Linked DNA regions of Gossypium hirsutum: region 2 is linked to region 1. The links are chromatin contacts, called in public Hi-C maps. All regions are on one chromosome and are shown on one strand. The core of a region is the stretch at or near the end of the contact, and the rest is flanking DNA. Distances in the headings are between cores, read along the strand shown.

Region 1 (2,865 bases), core at 120-2,619:
CCAGTGGGAAACTTAGGTCCAATGCCTGATCCTTGGAGAGGCAGGCAGAGTTTGGGTTCTAATCTTTATTCACAGGCTAATCAAAACAATTATAATGCATCATCGTTTGGAGGATCTATGCATCCCCAGTTGCGAACAGACCCTCCACGGGAGGGAAAAGAGTATGCGGGTAATGAAGGTTTTGAGTCATGGAGTCCTGATAATAGTCCAAACAGGTCATCAGAGTATGTTGCAGGAAGGAACTACATGGAACCCAGAATGAATTCTGGGTGGAACTATAGAGCTGATAGGCCATCATGGCAAGGAAATTCATCTGGGTATAGAGACCCGAACAGACAGGGAAATAGATGGCGTGACAGAAGATGACGACAAGGCAGGCTTACTGCCAATATCGGCCTTCGGGTTCAGAATCCCAGGCTTTTCGTCCACAGTGGGTGTGTTCTATAATGATAAAAAATATTTGGTGGGTGTATGTGGAAAATGGAAACCCAATGGGACAAGCGGGACGTCATTGTATGCTGGACACTACAAATGCAATTGCAGCTTTCTGGATGTTCAATTTGATAAGCAACACGAAAAGAAACAAAAAAGAAAAGAAAAGAAATTGCCAGTTTATTTCAGGGACTAACAGTTTAATTTAACCGTGGCTTAGACTGGGCCATTTTTGTCTCAAGACGTTAAAATTCGGTTGGACTTGGTCATAATTTACCCTAAAGGACCTTAGCCTAGGAATCTGTTGTAATCAATCTCGCAACTCGTAACCAAATCTCAATCGGCCATGGAAGGTAAAAGATCGGACGAGTGGGGGACATGTTGATACATTTTCTTTTGGTTTGAGAGTTCTGGTATTTGGTAATTAAAATCATAATCGATAGGTAAGGCTTTGTAGAACTATTTTATCCAACTTTTAGACATTTGACTCAGGAAAAAAACATTAGGAAAATAACCTCTTTGGACTCTTTCAATTTTATTATTGAGTAAATTGGTCTGAATGTTTTAATCCTCTGTGAGAAATTAAGAATAATTAATCACAATATTAAACTCAGGAAAAAAACATTAGGAAAATAACCTCTTTGGACTCTTTCAATTTTATTATTGAGTAAATTGGTCTGAATGTTTTAATCCTCTTTGAGCACTAAATATGTTACCATATCATATAAAATATGTGTAATTCACGAAAAATTTAACGTTGTGATTTAAAATTGATAAAGATTAAATTGTTCTGGTTTTTTCTTAGTGGGACCGATTTGCTCAATATTAAAATTAAGAGGAACCAGAGAGAACTTTTTACCAAAAAAATATTCTTGTTGTGGGCCGTGTGGCCATTTATAGCCTACAAATTGATGCGTGGACTAAACGCTGGCGAACTATAGTAATCAAAGATCTGATATGAAGGGTTTATGGTATAAAAAACTCACCAATCAAGCACCGGATTCCTTCTCTTCTCTATAAAAACAAATGAGTTTCTGAAAATTCAATTTTCTTTCTCAATAATTTTGGAGCAAAAACCGCTGAAACAAGGATGGGATTCAGGTTCCAAAATCTAAATCCCATGTTCAGATCATACCTCTCTAGGCTTTCTTCTTCACCCAGAAATCTACACCCCTACCCCATTGTAATTCAGTCCCTCAATCCCCATTTTCAAATTTACCCTCCTCAGGTCTTCTCTGATAATCCCATTTACAACATCCCCAGACGGTGGCATTTGGGTCATTCTAATGGTCACCATGACCACGACCACAATTTGACCAAGGAAGGCGAGAAAATATTTCGCTTGGGTCTGGGAGCGGATATCGGATTAGCTACTAGTAAAGCTTTAACTGGCTACTTATCTGGAAGTACCGCCATCATTGCCGACGCTGCCCATTCGATGTCGGACGTGGTAAAAACATTAAGTCTTGTAGGTGGTTTATTTAATTAATTGAATCTTGGAAGTCGAGCAATTTAATTTTTGCTTGGTGGTGTTGTTTGTAGGTTCTTAGTGGAATTGCTTTATGGTCATTCAAAGCCGCAAATGCTCCCAAGGACAAAGAACACCCATATGGTTACTTATGATTGTACCTACAAGCTACTCCATTTTTCTTACTTTTGGTCATAGTTATGAAATATGAATGTTATGCTTATAAGATTTTTTTTTTTTAAAATTATTAGGTTTCTTAATTGTCCTTGTTTTATTCTCAGGACATGGTAAGTTTGAAACTCTTGGAGCTCTGGGAATTTCTTGTATGCTTTTGGCTACTGCTAGTGGAATTGCTTGGCATGCTTTAGAGCTCCTAATTGTATGATTGGTTTTGTCTTTCTTCCAATAACTTATGATTGAAAGAGGATAAGAATAAAATAGAACTCAATGTTAAAGGGGAAAAAAAATAAAAAATTGAAATATATATTGATTGATAAAAATGGGGTTGCATTTGGATTGAAACTAGATTGGACCTCACAGTAAGTTAACCTTCTCTCTATACAGGGGTTACTGTCCACTGCTTCTGAAGCTGTTAATGGTCATTCATTGGTTCACGGGCATAGCCATCATCATGGAATTGATATGGATCACCCTATTCTAGCATTGAATATGACCATTATAGCAATATGTATTAAAGAAGGGTATTGAGCTTCCCTTTTGGCTTTATTCTACTTTCGTTTCTTATAACTTCTTTTTTTGCATGTGTGATTTCTGGTATTGATTTCTTTATGTTGAAATGCAGGCTTTATTGGATAACAAAAAGAGCTGGGGAAAGGCAAGGTAGTGCACTGATGATGGCAAATGCATGGCATCACCGTGCAGATGCGATTTCATCGGTAGTTGCACTTATTGGGGTTGGTAAGAAGGCTTCTTTTTTGGTTGTATTGTTTTAGTTTTCCTGTTTT
Region 2 (2,865 bases), core at 183-2,682, 630 kb after region 1:
GATGCCAGCTTTATCTTGTTTAACCCCATCTGTTACTGTTGCTAAACTCAGTGCTTGCTGCCGGACTGGGTTACGTGAAACCGCATTAATGGTCTCTCTTTTGTTAGAAATTAAATGCCCTTGTAGGTTTATTATATCCCCTTTCTGGCCTGGATTTTTGTTGGTCTAAGAGGAGTCTGTAGCTTGGGTTCTTAATTTTGACCCGTCAGTGTGGTGCGAGATTTGGTCCTTGTGCATAGGGCCATCTTTTCTTCCTGGACCCAACACGATAGGGCCTGGTTGGATATGTAAAGTACCACTTTCTATTTCCTCTTCATGGGCTTTGGAAGACCCATCGTCATCTAGGGTTTCCAACACCTGGAATCTTGAGTTCCTTTCTGCCCCGGCTGTGCTTCCTCCGTCAACCTTCCGTCCTACTTTGCCAGTTTTTCTTGCCTTTTTTTCAACAAGCATCCACGGCCGTAGCCACCGCGACTGGAGTTCTCGTCTTTATTTTCCCTCATGGTGAGACTCTGTTTCGGTTTATCTCCTGGACTGCCTTCTCCAAATCCTTCTAATCCCTTCTCTCATTTGGGCCATATTTCTTTTGTGTGTCCATAGTGCCCACACTGGAAACACACCATTAGGAGTTGTTCATACTCGATTCGTTGAGTAAAACCATTGATCATAACATGAGAAATCAAGGGTTTGTCTAGATTAACGAAAACCGCCATCCTCGCAAATCTTCCTCTTACACCGTTATCGGTGTTGAAATCAAGCTTTACGACTTTTCCGATCGTCGCCCCGATTTCTCGTAGAACTTGCCATTTATACATATGGCCAGGTAATCTAGGAAGTCAGATCCAAACTATGACTGTGCTTGGGTACGGTTGAATGGGGTTGAAGTCTATAGTCCATGGTTATACTGTTAAGTACTGACCAAAAATAACCCGAGGCCCTTGGCACAACGCCTTCTCAAAATCTTCTGAGTTTTTGAATTTTGCTAGAAAATACCCGTTTTCCACGTCCATTAGCCGGAATGGTTGAGAGGGTTTCCAAAGCGAATTTACCTTTGTTTTGCAGTGCATTATAACCTATATTTCTCCCCAATAGTTTAATTACTACTGTGAATTCCATGTGTTTAATGAGGATTTGGTTGATTCGATCAGAAAATTTAATCGAAGCAATGCCATCGATTGTTGAACGTTCCACGTCTTCTTCCAATAACTCAAAGTCCTCATCTTCGTCCAAACCTATTGCGATTGTTGTTTTCTCATTCGAGTAAAGCCCTCTGCCCATCAGTCGGTCTTTCCAAGAAAGAGATTTTCCAATTTCTTGTGTAGCTTCCATTGCGACATCCTGATTTTCCTCGATTTCTCGTATTCTAACTTTCTTTGTTGATCTACTCGCTGGTTTGCCTTCATCATTGCCATCGTGTTCCGTAAGGTCCATCGTTTTCTGTTATACAACTTTAAAAATAAAGAATATTTAAATCTAGTAGTCTGTTAACTAATTTCTAATTGATGATCAACTTATTAAAATTTAAGATTAATATACAAAAGTTAATTCTCCAAATCAGTTTTAAGATTATAACCGCCTATAAATCGGGATTAGGTTTACTTAAAAACCCTAAAATAAGGTATTATAATTTTAACGACCATTAAATTTAATTTCTTTACAAATAACACTTGAAGCCAATAATAAAATTAAAAAAAAAATAGATCCAAACTCAATCAAATAAAATTAAAAAAAAATTATTTATAAAAAATTTCAAAGATTATAACTTTCAAAATTTAATAAATAAAATTCTTTTATTTGATCCAAAATAAAAATTTTACATCTCTTTGTTTATCGCATGATATAATATAATTTAGGCATAATTATTATTATTTTTGGCCCTCTTAACTTTATATAAAAAGATCATTTTAGAATTTCATTTAATTTTTTTATCTTTTTAACTTTTAAATTTACATTTTTTGTCAAATCATCCAAAATGAATGAAAAATTTAGCTTCTGTTAACTTTGTTGACATAGCGACATACACGTGGATGACATGTCAATATTTAATTAATTTTTATAATTTTTTTTAATAATTAATGTAATTAAATTATATAAACTAATCAAACTGCTCAAACTAATTACTTGACCGATTCAACCACCGATTCAATTCTGAAAATTTTGTTTAAAACTGAGGAAAGTAACTTAAAATAAGCTCTCTTTTTTTCCTTAATCTTCCACTCACCTTATAAATAAGCAATCAATATAAAAAATGAATAATCATCATGAACTCATAGAAATATGATCTGTTTTTCTTTTTTTACCACGCTTGCTTCTAAGGAGGACATCCATGTCACACAAGGATATGTGCTCATAGTAAAAACAGGATAGGTTACCGTTCAATCAATTCAATTAAATAAATTATTATTAAAAATTCATAAAAGAAATTTTTTTTAAAAGAACTAATTCTGAAGCTGATTCAATCGATTCATACCGGTTTACAAATTAATCAGTTTAATCTCTCTCTCCAAATTAGTATCCCAATCAATTTCTGATCCAATCAGTTCTGATCCAATCAGTTTAATTCGATTTAAACAATAATGCTCCAGCTGAACTAAAATAAAATTCTCAGAATTTGAAAATTAAAGTCGCAAATATTGCTGTCACATCCAGGTCTAGTGATGAAAGATTAACCATTGCCTCTGTTGCACGGGCTCAAAACAACAGTCTCCATTCCAAGGAACAGGAAATATAGGAAAGATCCAACAAAAATACAACAATCTCCATGCATTATTTTTCTTGGAAATTTGAATGATCACAAATTATCATCATGCATGATGGTGAACACCATCTCCGCCATCCTTTTCTTTTCGTGCGGCAGCTCTTATT

What was found. A called contact is a pair of places that touch in the nucleus more often than the background predicts.
Region 2: a contact with region 1 is called in a Hi-C map of leaf, with 2.4 times the contacts expected there. The contact joins the promoter of LOC107927789 here to the promoter of LOC107952076 in region 1. A contact is called at or near these places in 3 of 34 Hi-C or Micro-C datasets (all in leaf).

The regions. Positions count from the first base shown.
Region 1 is chrA08:16,134,396-16,137,260 of Gossypium_hirsutum_v2.1, forward strand. It overlaps LOC107952076 (metal tolerance protein C1), which reads left to right and starts at 1,370. Exons shown (of 12, transcript XM_016887325.2): 1 at 1,370-1,882; 2 at 1,975-2,044; 3 at 2,182-2,279; 4 at 2,465-2,601; 5 at 2,703-2,818. The coding sequence starts at 1,523. It overlaps LOC107952065 (homeobox protein LUMINIDEPENDENS), which reads left to right. Exons shown (of 13, transcript XM_016887316.2): 13 at 1-615. The coding sequence ends at 366.
Region 2 is chrA08:16,760,114-16,762,978 of Gossypium_hirsutum_v2.1, forward strand. LOC107927789 (phytochrome A-associated F-box protein) reads right to left here and starts at 1,433. Exons shown (of 2, transcript XM_041074767.1): 1 at 1-1,433. It overlaps LOC107927694 (NADH dehydrogenase [ubiquinone] iron-sulfur protein 5-B), which reads right to left. Exons shown (of 2, transcript XM_016858832.2): 2 at 2,592-2,865. The coding sequence ends at 2,805.